Linked DNA regions of Ovis aries: region 2 is linked to region 1. A link is a contact called in public Hi-C data. All regions are on one chromosome and are shown on one strand. The core of a region is the stretch at or near the end of the contact, and the rest is flanking DNA. Distances in the headings are between cores, read along the strand shown. Region 1 has its middle 81 kb from the start of TRNAF-GAA. Region 2 overlaps LOC132660119 (a long non-coding RNA gene).

The links. Hi-C and Micro-C count contacts between places; a contact is called where the count stands out from the background.
Region 2: a contact with region 1 is called in a Hi-C map of blood, with 2.5 times the contacts expected there. The contact joins two enhancer-like sites. A contact is called at or near these places in 3 of 16 Hi-C or Micro-C datasets (blood, muscle and omental adipose tissue).

What each region holds. Positions count from the first base shown.
Region 1 is chr7:16,590,023-16,596,733 of ARS-UI_Ramb_v3.0, forward strand. No RefSeq gene overlaps it. Among named protein-coding and RNA genes, the nearest start is that of TRNAF-GAA, 81 kb to the left of the region's middle. Within about 2 kb of position 4,754, at least 14 of the 54 cell types and tissues checked have an H3K27ac peak or open chromatin away from gene starts, as enhancers often do.
Region 2 is chr7:17,377,492-17,383,824 of ARS-UI_Ramb_v3.0, forward strand. It overlaps LOC132660119 (a long non-coding RNA gene), which reads left to right. Exons shown (of 2, transcript XR_009601341.1): 2 at 1-3,170. It also overlaps a transcript of LOC121819946 not described here. Among named protein-coding and RNA genes, the nearest start is that of UACA, 250 kb to the right of the region's middle. Within about 2 kb of position 4,835, at least 14 of the 54 cell types and tissues checked have an H3K27ac peak or open chromatin away from gene starts, as enhancers often do.

The sequences.
Region 1 (6,711 bases), core at 3,504-6,003:
CTCCAGAACTGATTCAAAATTTTTTCTAAGTCTCAGAGGTGGCTTCGTCTGGAAAGATTACAAGAACCAAAGGTACAGTTGTTAGTGTACATTCAGACTTAAGGTGAGATTTCAGATGAATCAAACTGAATCTCTGGGATCCACCTTCTGTACTTTCCAGTACAGGGATATTGTCATTGGGTCTCTGTAGTAGGTAGCGCCCAACCTGAGCACTTTTGACATGTGCTTCAGATCAATGAAAGGGCTTACATAATTTAGACTGGTCTGAGATGGTTGGAGTAGGTTCTCAAAGCAAAATGCCTCCACAGTACCCAAAGACAGCATCAGAATGACTAAACCTTGTAAGATTCTAAAAGCAAGCAAACAATAAAACGAATCAAGCTACTCCGCCCCCCCCCCACCCCCATCCCCAGCACAGTCTCTCCAGTGCTGTCTGTCCATCCCTATTCTCCCAGGATCTGGGATGGCCAAGCTCGAACTCTTCTTAGGGAGCTGGATGAGAAGCAGAGCAGGCAAGAACTACATTTTTAATGGGGGAAGTAGCAATGGGGGGCGGTGGTGGAGAGGCTGCGTACACTCTGTCTGAAGCTTGTCCTCATTGCGTTAGCATATGGGCACCGTGGGTGGAAGAGCCTGACCACCCATGCACACGAACCCACCGCAGATTGCCATGTGATAGCTACTTGCATGAACAGCAGTCAGCAGAGGCCCTTCTTCACCCGTAATGTCCCCCCTCCCATCACCTTGTGTATTTCCTTCCCATTACACCTCACTGGGCTCCTTTTTTTTTTTTTTTTTTTCAGAGCTGACTCTCGTTTCTTTGATGGCATAGCCTTTGATGTGCTGGCAGAGACAACATTCACCCACACTACAGGGTTCTGCTTGCCCTCCCAAACCCTCTCTGTAGCCAGGTGGGGGCCCTGTGGCTCCTGTTGACTGAGAGCCTGAAAGCCAGGCAGTTAAGAGCTGGTATGCCTCCTCCTCATTCCCCCTTGGCTGTGCTGACTTTGGAAGCCCTGTGTTCCAGATGGCATGCAAAACGGGGACAATTCTCCCAACTCATGTTGCACTTTACAGAAGCAAGAAATAAACTTGCATTGTATTAAGCCCCTGAAAGCTCAATGCTGTTACTGCAGCATGGTCCAGCCTAGCCCCGTGAATACCCAGAACATCAGAATGAACGGAGTGACTGCCACTCTTGAGGTCTGTCATGTAGCTGAAACAAGAGGCTGTCTCTGGAGCCCCCCAGGGCAGCTGATTGACACTATTTCTTACTGTCATCACCCAGCACAGATGGCGCTTCCTGTTTGGTAACACCTCACGTGGGCTCCTCGTCCCCCACCGACTCTGCCAGTCACCATCCCACACAGTCAAGCATGCCCAGGATTACAGGTTTGTCAAGAACACATCCTTGTGTCTGCCAAGGAGTGCCTGTTGGAGGAAGAATTCGAACAGAGGACATTCGGAGGTGAAATGGACTGCCTTGGGGGCGGTAAACTTGCCTCTGATGTGAGCAAGTGGAAATTCTGTGTCCATTGGGTTTGGGGAGGGGAGGAGCATGAAGAGGGCGTGTCAGCCCTGAATGGGCAGAGGTTGGGTTTGGAGGCACAGGATGGACCAGATGACTTTCGAGTCCCATCCAGCTCTGACAGTCCCCAACATAGAGTCTAATACTTTATTTTTTTCTAAAGGGGATGCATAGATACGTTTTGGACACTAAGAAAGTGAAAAACTTATGAAATCACGTAGCAATAGCCTGGCTTAACAAGCAAATAAGTATCAAAACTCTGACATTATCCATTCTTAAAGATCGAGGCTCATGAGATCAGTATTCTCAACTCTTCTAAGGTTGACAAACAGGGAGGGATGAGTGGTCCCAAAGGCCGGGTAAAGCATATCTGTAATCCACACGTCAGCTGCGAGCAAGGCCAAGCTGTGGGTGGAGTCAGAGCCTTGAGACAGACCAAAGCCATCGTGATAACAGCCCCATAATGGGGACACTGGTGTCTTATCATGCGCAAAGCATTTTCCTTGACATGCTGAGTGCTCACAGATGACTATCTCCGAGCTGATTATCCTGTACCATACATGATCATATATCTCTGAATGTGTTAGTAGAGCCTCAGGAGAAGAAGCGCTGCCATGCTCATTGTACAGATGGTCAGGGAGATTTTCAGAGATTTATCCCCCTCAAGATCACGTAGCAAGTGAGGATGAGATGTCAGACTTGAACTCAGATCCTTTGACTCCAAGGGATGGATTTTAAAGCAAAAGAGCACGGCTTTTCTGGGCACTAGAAGCTAGGGCTGAAATCCGTTCACACGCTCCTTGGTCCCTGAGGAACTTTCACTTTCAGCCTGCACACTTGTGTAGGGGGAGGTGTTACAGGGAGGGGAAAGCTCTGAACTGCTTCGAGGCAAGAGGGTTTTCTGGGGAAAAGCCAGGGACCGGAGGATAGAATGCTGGAGTGGAGGCCTCAGCTCTTTGACCCACTTCATGTCTGTGAAACCTCAGCTTCCTCATCTGAAAATGGGAGGAAAGACATTGATATCCACCTTAAAGGATGTCTGTGAGGACCCAGTAGAGGATGGGATGAAAATGTTTGGAAAACCCCATGAAAGCTGAAGCTCTCATTTCAAGTAACAATGCTTCAGCTAAAGTAACAGAACAGACAGCTCCAGGGGTTTTACCAGCCAAAGCTCTCTTTTTCTCATGAAGTAAGAAGTCCCTGGTGAGTCATATAGGGCAGGGCAGAAGGATAATAACGCCATGGAGGGCCTGGCTTCTTTCTGTTTTTCTGCTCCATCTTCATCCTCATGCAGTTACCTTGTAAGCACAAGGCGGCTGCTGCACCTCCAGGCCTCATGTTCAAGTTCCAAGCAGGAAAAAGAAGGGAGAAGGAGAAAGAGTTGGTGTCTATAGCAGGAGTGCAGACATTGTCTTAGAAATCCCGTAACTCACTGGCCAGAACTGTAATAAAAATGCCAGCTTCTATACACAGGAGCCTGGGGATGTGAGGATTTGTGGCCAGGCACAGCATCACTCTGATCAAATCCAGGGATTGAGCGGAAGAGGGGAAGCCAGAATCCATGATGGATGGAAGCTGGCTGTAGTGCCCGTTATGGCTCTGCTGCTGCCATGGGGGCTGAATTCACAGGGATCCTTTACATTCAGTCACTGGGTTGGGGTGAAGGCAAATCAGTAAATCCTTTGAGGAAATGAGGAAGTGCAGTATCCTATTGTCAGAATGGGAAACAGAGTCAGGCTGGGTGAATGCTGAACAAGCAGAAGGGTGACTGTTGCTGTGGGTCTGGGAGGCTGAGGGTAGAGGTTCAGGGCCCCCCCCTCTTCCACCCCGTCCTTTTTCTCATTTGTTCAGTTTCATGAGTCCTGTTGACTGAGGCTGGGAGAACTGAATCCGGGGAGCTCATTTCTAGCCACTGTGTTTGTATATGTCTCCACCCGAAGATGTCTAACCACAGACTTCCTCTTGACTCCTGGCAACAGAGAGAAAACAAAACCACAGCAGCTTTCATTGCTGAAAACACAAAACTGACTTGTTTGCCTAATAAGCCCTGATGGAAGGGTTTTATTTCTGAGAGGAAATGCTGAAGTCTCCAGTCCAAGGAGCCTCTGGTGGGCAGTCAGATCGCCACAGACTGAAATGTGATGTCCAGGCAGAAGGCAGCCACTAACCCAGGGGTCAGGAGCCCAGGGGCAGGGGCCACATCGCTGACCAGTGGGGCCTGGCCTGATGGACATACTTGCAGAACTGCGCCCTTCACCCAGCCCTGCAATCCTATTAGTCTCTTCAGCCAATTTTGATTTTATGGGATCTGTGTATTTTCTTTTCTCTTATTTTCCATGCTATTAATTTCAGCTATTGATTAACTCCCATTTTGTACTTGCTTTTTCTGTTTGCTTTTCTCATTTCTTATGATGTGTCTTCAGGTCTGTACATATTCCCCCGGAGCTGAGCTTTTTTTTCCGGATCTCATAGGTTTTGGAAATAAAATGTTCCACTTTTTATCTCTTTTTAGATGATTTTTAATTTCAGTTTTAATGTTTCTTTTGATCCATGGGTTATCTAGAAGAATGTTTATTAATTTCCAAGTAGTTAAGAATATTTTCAGCCACATTATGTTTTGTATTTAAAATTTTTGGATTATAGTAATTGACTGTGGCCTGTTAAAACCTCCAATTTTAAATTTAAAAAAAAATTTCTTTTTCTTGTGTCCAAGTATGTGATCACAGTTTTTAAATGTTCCACGGAGAAGGGAAAGGTGAGCTGGTCAGATTGATACAGAAAAAAAAAGTTGAGTTTCAAAATGTCCTGTTTCTGCAGACACATGGCCCAGTTTGAAATCTCTGTCCCTTATCAGCTGCTGTGTGCCTGTCCATAAAGAAGACAGAATTTTTCTGCACTTGCTTTCCATCTTTAAAATGGGGATATTCCATCTCCTCACCTTGCTGTGACAATTGTTATGAGATTGTGTATGTAAACATGCCTGGCACAGAGTAGGCACTCCCTAAGTAGAAACGTTGCTGTTTTTGTTGTTTTGTTATTTTTGCAGAAAGGGAGGAGCCTTTTCTGTCTGTGCCCTGAGCTTTATTGCTAACCCAGGACTGTGGTTTATGCTTATTGTGGGGACTAGAAGGAAAGAGGAAACGGATGGCTCAAGGCAGCCGTCACCCTCCCTGTGAGGGGAGGCACCTGCAGCCCAGAAGAATGGGGCCACTTGAACCAGGAAGCACAGCCCTTTGTGGGCAGCAAAGCCAGGCTTCAAACCCAGGCCTCAACGGTCCCTCCCCCTCTGCTGGCAGCTGCTCTGGTTTCTCTCTTGAAAGAAGAGACAGTTGGCCGAAGGCTGGCCTCTGAAGTGCAGGGAGGATTGGAGGCAGTGGTGGGGTGATGACTTCTGGGCTTGTCACGTTACATCGTCATCGTCTGGAAGAGTAACTCCGAGGTCAGGAAGTTCCAAGGGAAGACGCAGAAAAAGTCTACACGGTTGGGTGCTTTGGTGATTACTGTTTCTTTGCTCACTGAGGAGGGGGATGGGGGCGGGGGAAAGCTAGGCTTGATCTGCAGGAGGCGCTCCAGAAGGTGTTTGCACTCCTCTGGGTTTCAGTCCTTCATGCCAGTCTGCCATGCTGCCCTAGCCTAGATACTGACCCCAACAAAGGTTGGTCCTCCCTGGGACCCAATCTTCTCTGCAGGAGCTATCAGGGGCAGGAGTCTGATGTTATTGACCAGGGTGGCTCAGCTGCATGGATGTGCTTATGGAAACTGGAGGGACTGGGGTACAGCCTGAGCTGCACTGTGGAGGCTTAATTAAGAAGTAAGGCAAAACGGGATATGGGGTTGGCTATGCCCACCAGCTGACATCTGAGACGGGCTGGCACTGTGCCCTGGGGCACACAGAAGGCATGGGACCTTCTTTATGGTGGGAGGTTGGGGAGGGGAGGAAACTGCAGGACAGGATTACAAGGTAGAGGGTGGCTGAGTTTTCTTATTGGAGGCCAGGGCATTGAGCTTACAAGAAAAGGACCACTTCTTGGTCAAGGATTCCCTATATCTGGAAGCATCATGTAACTATGCTGTGCATGGACCATGAGCAGACAAGGATACAGACACAGCAGCGCATGGCTAAAGCACATATGTGGACATATCTGGGCAGCCAGTCCCTGACCTTAGACATGGTACCTGCTGTGGGTAAGGCTTGGGATTACAGGCTAATTCTAGTGGCTCTTCCATATGCAAATTAAAATATATGGCTCTCTCATGATGATTATAAAAATTAAGTCACTGTGTGAAAAAGTGCTTTCAAAACATCACAAATACAGAAGAAAGTTATGGAGTATAGAATTTGGTTAGAAATGCTTGCTGATTCTCTAATCTGCTCACAGCCCTTTGTTAGAAGCTGTAGAGGAATCAGGTGCAGTTAGGTCTTACGCTTTCTCAATTGAAACGCTTTATAAACATCATCTTCCCGCCTTCTTCCTTCAACACACTTTAATTATGCACCTAGTATACGCCAGGTTTTGGCAAGGAGCTGAATAATCTAGTGATCATTGTCTACTAGGGAGAGACATGAGCAAGTGGGTGGGTCTGGAGCCCAGTGTGGTAGCCAGGGACTGTCACAGACAGACGGAGGCGTTCTGTGGGCACGAGGCGGGAGGCCACAGGCAACAAGCCCAGGAAGGCTCCTGGAAAGCTTCAGGTGAAGGGGGACGTGGAGGTGGATCTTGACAAAGCAGCCAGAATGAGGAATTGAGTCCTTACAGGGAACCAGGGCAGAAGAAACAGCATGCATGGAGGCATGGAGGTGAGAAACTCATGTGCACCAGGGCATCAGTGAACCTCGCCCCTCTGAGCCTCAGGGCTGTCGTCTCTAAAATAGGAATAGGTGACGAGCATTCTCTTGGGAATCTATGTCCTTGGTCAGAAGGAATAGCCAGAAGGTGGCATGGGTGGGTGGACAGAGGCCAGTTTACACTGAATCTGGCACTGGAGAGACCCAGAGAATAGGTTGTGATCCTAGCCATTGCAGAGCCCCACAGTATCTTTTCTTAGAAGTCAAGGAAGGAAAATCTGGTCTGTTTTGATAAATTAAGCAAGGCCAGGAAATATGGGAGTGCAGGGGAGGAGCCCTCAGCCCAGCCTGCGAAGTTAGAGTTTTCCTGGAAGCAATGTGTGCAGAACTAGCGGCC
Region 2 (6,333 bases), core at 3,585-6,084, 790 kb after region 1:
CTTTGGCCATCTGGTGCGAAGAACTGACGCATTTGAAAAGACCCTGAAACTGGGAAAGATTGAAGGTGGGAGGAGAAGGGGACGACAGAGGATGAGATGGTTGGATGGCATCACCTGCGCTGCAAGTTCTGGGAGTTGGTGATGGACAGGAAAGCCTGGTGAACCGCAGTCCATGGCGTTGCAAAGAGTCGGACACAACTGAGTGACTGAACTGAACCTAACTGAAGGTGTTTCCTCCAATCTGCTTTTGAAATCTGCCTAACCAGTTTTCGTCAATATTGAAAACGCTTCTCTGGATCAGGCTTCCCCTCCTCACCCTATTAATCCCCCAGGAGGGCCCCTCCAGGTCACACCGTATCCAGCTGGGGCTTGGCTGCCCCTTGGAGACCCAGTTTTCAGGAGAGCTCAGAAATCCTTCCCCCACTCCCACCCACTCTGCCCACCCCTTCCTCCTGAGAGATGAGAAGAGGGTAGTCTGGGGCAAAGGACGAGCTGCTCCTCCCCTCCCTCAGCCCCTCCCCGGTGTCTGGGCCGGACCCTCTCTCCTGGCCTAGAGGGCCCCGGGCTGGCTGGGCCACTAGGTTTGGTGCCACAAGGTGGTGCCCTCTCCTGCCCTCTGTCTGCCCCCTTGCCCCCAATTATTCCCACCCCCCTTACAGGACAGAGCAACACTCAGATCTGGGCCCTTGTGTAAGTGAAGGGCAGGGATTCCTAGAGGCCTACACCTGCCCAGGCACTAAGGTGCCAATGCTGTAATGTATCCCTTTGGCCATTTTATCTCCTTTGCCCTGAAGGGCACTTGTGGGGAAGGGCCACATTTTGACCTAACACTATCCTCAGAGCACTGTAATCTCGCCACAATTTCAAACCTCCATTCTACAGATGGGGAAGTGGAGCTTCAGAGGGGCTCAAGAGCTTGCCTGCTGCTAAGCGGCAATCCGCAGATGAAGCCAAGCCTGTTCCTTATATGTGTCCCGGCTGAGTGAGGAGGACAGAGAGAGGGACCCTGAGGGGCTTTGTCCCCACCAGCAGGGCTGCAGTGACACCCCCAGGACCTCAGCACACACCAGCCCTGCAGAGGTCTGGCACCACATCCTAACAGTCAGCATGGGCCGGGGTCTGGAGACTGGAGGCGCACCACTGAGGTCCCACAGAGAGCCACCACCACGCCCCAGTGATGGCTACGCACCTCTGCTCAGGGTCCTCAAGCCTCAGCACCCCTGAGGACATCAGCTAGAGAAGGTGAGGCATGACTGCGAGTTAGGGTTTTCAGCCTTTCCCGTCAGCTCCAGATAGGAGCACCCTTGTCCCCTGCCCTGCTGGAACCCCTCCTCCAGGCTCCCTCCCACCCCAGCACCCCCCCACCACTCAGAGCGGGCCTTGCTCCATCTCCTGATATCAGGGCAAACTTACTGCTAAGAGCGTGGTGGGAGGGACCACCAGCGGCATTAATGCGCCAACAGCCCCGGAGGGGCGGCTGCCAAGCTCACCAAACACACATCATGAAAAGTTATTGCTCAGAAAACATCAGGAGCGGCACTCACTCATAAATGTTTAATGCCCCCACCTCAGGCAGCCAGAGTTCCTGCAAGGCAGTTAATTGCCTCCAGGACAAGGAGGCCAGGGTCTCCTCAGCGCCAAGACAACTCCTTCAGCCCCCTCCTCGTCCTTCCACCCCAGCCCCACAGTCCCCCGCCCGCTCATGCCCCCAGCCCCCAGCCACCCACCTTGCGCAACAGCTGAGCAGGTCCTTTCACTTCCTGGCTCTGCTGGCCGGGGATGAAAAGCCCCTTAAGTCTTTATTTTTTTACAAATTTTTAAAAAATTTTAATAGGAGGCTAATTACTTTACAATATTGTAGTGGTTTGTGCCATACACTGACCTTAAGTCTTCAAATGTCACAACACAGGCTCTATCTGCTCTTCCTATATAACCTCCAGGAAATCTTCCTTACTTGCTTTACACTCCAGTCATATTGAGTCAGTGACTGTTCCCTAAATAAGCCAAGTTTTTACCAGGCAGGGGATAGATGGCCCTTTTCCTCCTGCCCCAGGGTAAAGCCATTGGAGATTCATTCCCTGTGGATTAGAATAGCAGGACAATTAAGGGAGAGGCTGGGCCCTGCCCGGACCACATGTTTCTTATTCTCAGAGTCAGAAGACCCCCTGGGACACACGTGTGCAGAAAAGTTCCTTGGAGATCAAAGGGGGAGTGATGTCAAGAGATGCTCTACCCACAGGCTTTTCAGTAAAATCCATCTTAGCTAAGAGATGCCTTCACATACATGGAAGGAAACTGAGATACACCAAATATGGACTGCTGCTAAGTCACTCCAGTCATGTCCGACTCTGTGCGACCCCATAGACGGCAGCCCATCAGGCTCCCCCGTCCCTGGGATTCTCCAGGCAAGAACACTGGAGTGGGTTGCCATTTCCTTCTCCAGTGCATGCAAGTGAAAAGTGAAAGTGAAGTTGCTCAGTCGTGTCTGACCCTCAGTGACCCCAGGGACTGCAGCCTTCCAGGCTCCTCCATCCATGGGATATTCCAGGCAAGAGTACTAAAGTGGGGTGCCATTGCCTTCTCTGAAATATGGACTGAGAAGCAAGCAAATCAAAATGACTGACCTCAGGAAACCTGGAAGAAATGCCCCATAAAAGTAATTCAAACTGCCATGAGAGTGAGCCTCAGGGGCTTTCCGTCTGAGTCTGCCCGTGTGTCTAGCCACAGGTTGTTTTTGCTGTTCAGTCGTGTCCTCTTTGCAACCCCATGGACTGCAGCACACCAGATTTCTCTGTCCTTCGCTATCTCCCAGAGCTTGCTCAAACTCACGTCCAGTGAGTCAGTGATGCCATCCAACCATCTCATCCTCTGTCATCCCCTTCTCCTTCTGCCCTCAATCTTTCCCAGCATCAGGGTCTTTTCCAGTGAGCTGCGTCAGGGGGCCCAAGTATTGGAGCTTCAGCTTCAGCATTGGTCCTTCCAATGAACATTCAGGGTTGATTTCCTTTAGGATTGCTTGGTTGGATCTCCTTGCAGTCCAAGGGACTCTCAAGAGTCTTCTCCAGCACCACAGTTCAAAAGCACCAATTCTTTGGTGCTCAGCCTTCTTTATGGTCCAACTCTCACACGTACTGTACTCTTTTCCCTCAATAAATAATTTACTTGCTTCATTACTTTCCATCTTGGTGGGAATTCCCACAAAGTCCCCAGTCCACTGCACTCCCAACCTTGTCCTCCAGGGACACATCTAAAGCCCCAGCTCAAGGGTTCTCCCTGTGTCAGAGGGGCTGTGCCTGCTTCTGGTGGAGTGCCACGCAGGGTGGCACCCACCTGCTGACATGACACAACCCCCACCAAGTCAAGTTCCTGGAGGGAAGAACCAAGCAAGGAAGCAGATGGAGGGAAAGGGAGATGGCTTCTCACCTGGAAGATGGGGTCAGTGCCTCTTTGTTGAGATTGGCATAAAACTTTAATAACACATGCAAAGCACAGTGCCTGGGATGTAATAGATGCTTCAAAAATATTTTTGGACAAAATTAAGGAATGAAGGAGGCGGTGAATGGTGTCCGCAAGGAGAAGAAATTGGAGAGGAGAGAAACTGGGGGCAGGAAGGGAGAAAGCAAATTCTTAATAAGCAACTATTTCATACCAGGCACGGTCCCAGGCTCCAGATATACTCAGTGATGAAAAAAAAAAAAAAACAACAATCATATTACTGCATCCATGAACATGCAATCTAGGGGGAAGACAGAGCTCGGTCTTAGCCCCACTGTGGGGTGTAGGCACTGTCATTCTAAGGCTTTATTATTCACTTCCCTTGGCCTCCAAGATCAAGGTCAATCTCCTGAGCTTGCATTTATGGAGTCAAGATAGATAGACCATGCTTGTGTGCACGCATGCCTGCTAAGTCGCTCCAGTCGTGTCTGACTCTTTGCAACTCTATGGACCATCGCCCACCAGGCTCCTCTGTTCAATGGATTCTCCAGGCAAGGACACTGGAGTGGGTTGCCATGCCCTCCTCCAGGGGATCTTAATGGCCCAGGGATCGAGCCAGTGTCTCTTACACCTCCTGCAATGGCAGGCGGGTTCTTTACCACTAGTGCCACCTGGGAAGCCCAGATGGTCCATGCTGTGTAACAAATAGCCCCCCAGATTTCAGTAGCTTACAGGAGTTTGTCATTCAGGCAAATCCACACCGGTCCAGGCATGATCATGCCTGTGTTTTGGGCTGCTGTGCTCCGGTGACACCTCCATGCGTCACGGCCTGTTTCTTTTCTGCTCAAGTTGGTAAGGTTGAAACCGTGACCCATTCCAGGGCCCTTCCTCTGAGCCTCTGCACATCTTCCTCTCCCTGGACAGAAGACACTGCCATCCGCTCCCACCGGCAGATCCCGGAGGATCCCACGAGTCTGACATACGGAGCTCGGCCGTGCTATAGGTTCAGAAAGAGAGGAGGAGAGCAGGGCACTAGCCACGTTTCCCTGAGGACTCATCCTCTCCACCTGAGAAATGGGCAGAATTGTTCCTGCTGCTGTGGATGGGGAGTAGGAGGCCTCTTTCTACCTCTGGGAAGAATCCACCCCCTGAAGTCCTCACAGTCCTTGCAGACAGTTTCTACCCACGGGCAGCTGTAGGCTGTGAAGCAGAGAGAGGAAAGAAATTGGCCTTGAGGTTGGAAGCCCTCAGCCCGTGGCCACAACATGTCAGCTAAAGGGGAAGCAAGCCATGGAGTTCAAAATAGAGAAAGAAGAGGAAACGAAACCAGCTCATCTCCCAGTCCCCACCGCCCTCGCCCCTGCAGTGCATTAGAGGGTGAATCAGCTTGTGCTCTTCATTTCTTTCCCTCTTGAAGGTAGTGGTAGAGCTGGGGGTGAGTAAGCTGTATGGTTCCCCAATGCGGTTGCGGTCAAGGTCACTGGACACTTGGTTCAGCCCCCTCTCAGGCCCGTGAGAATGAGTTCCACATCCTCTCACACCAACTCCATTTCCCCTCCGCCCCCCCACCGCCCCTGGCAATCCCCTTCTGGCTTTTGCTTCCCTCTCCCAAGTCCAAGTCAAAGCACAGTCCGCCCCAGCCCCTAGCCCACTGGCCCAGCCAGCCCCTCGCAGAGCACAGGGCATGATCCAAAACCACATCGTGCAACGTGATTCACTCGATCTGTGGAAAGACTGATGCAATTGTGGGTGAGAAGTCATTTCTGCTGATGAGGAAACCACAGTAACCCAGCAGGGGTGAGAGGGCAATCCATCAGGGCAATCGGGACCCACCCCGAGAAAGCACACTACCCAGAGTCCTCGGGCTTCCCGGAGCAACCCAGCCATACCGCAGTGGTGGCCAGGGAACAGAGCAGAAACCCCAGCGCACGGCTCCCACTGGCTGAGGTGCAGCAGGTGTGGGGCTGGGAGGAAGGCCGGGCCCCTGGCAAGGGTGGTCCTGGTTCACACACACCAACTCTTCCAGGGCCCCGCGTGAGCCACCTTTCTGGCTGCACAATATAGAGCCAGACGTGTGAGGTTCTCAGCGGAGGCCAGGGAGCCACGATAAGAGAAGTCTCCTCTGGATCCGATGCCTGGACCAAAGATGACAACCGTCTTGCGGCTCACTCCACTGCCCTGAAAGCATCTGTGTCTGCCTCTAGTGAAAGAGCCCCCACAGCCAGAGCGGGTGCCCAGAAACACCCTGAGCTGAATCTGAAGTCCCAGGCGCCAACAGCCCAGCACACCCGCTCTGGTTGTCTGATCTACTGCTCATGTGCATGGGCCAACAAGCCCAGTCAGCCTCCTGCCCAGTGAGCCCTGAGCTTGTGCCCCCAGCTATGCGTGATCAAGGCAGAGACTGCCCCTCTCTGGGCGGTGGCACCCTGACCCTCCTCACAGCTTGGTGCTTACTTCCAGAAGTTGGCAAGGGATCACGTGGTGTGTCTCGCTATTGCCCCCACCCTGGGTTCTTTTCATCTATTCTTTATCATCTGGGTAGTTCGTGCTCAGGGTGGGTCTCCACCTTCAAACATAAACCATTCTAGACAGATGCTAGAGACATTAGAACTGCCAGAAAGCAACACATCAGCTCACCAGATCAACAGACCCATGAAAGGGAGGCCTTCTTTCTTTTTTTAAAAAAATATTTTATTTTGCTGCACTGGGTCTTAGTTGCGGCACATCAGACCTTTGATGTTTAGTTGCCACGTGCGGGATCTAGCTCCTTGTCCGGGGATCGAACGCAGACCCCCTGCATTGGAATTGAGGAGACCTAGCCACTGAAAGTCGAAGGGAGGCAGGGAAATCCCAAGTGAGGCATTCTTATCCCATTCCACTGCAGAAGGAGCCAGGGCT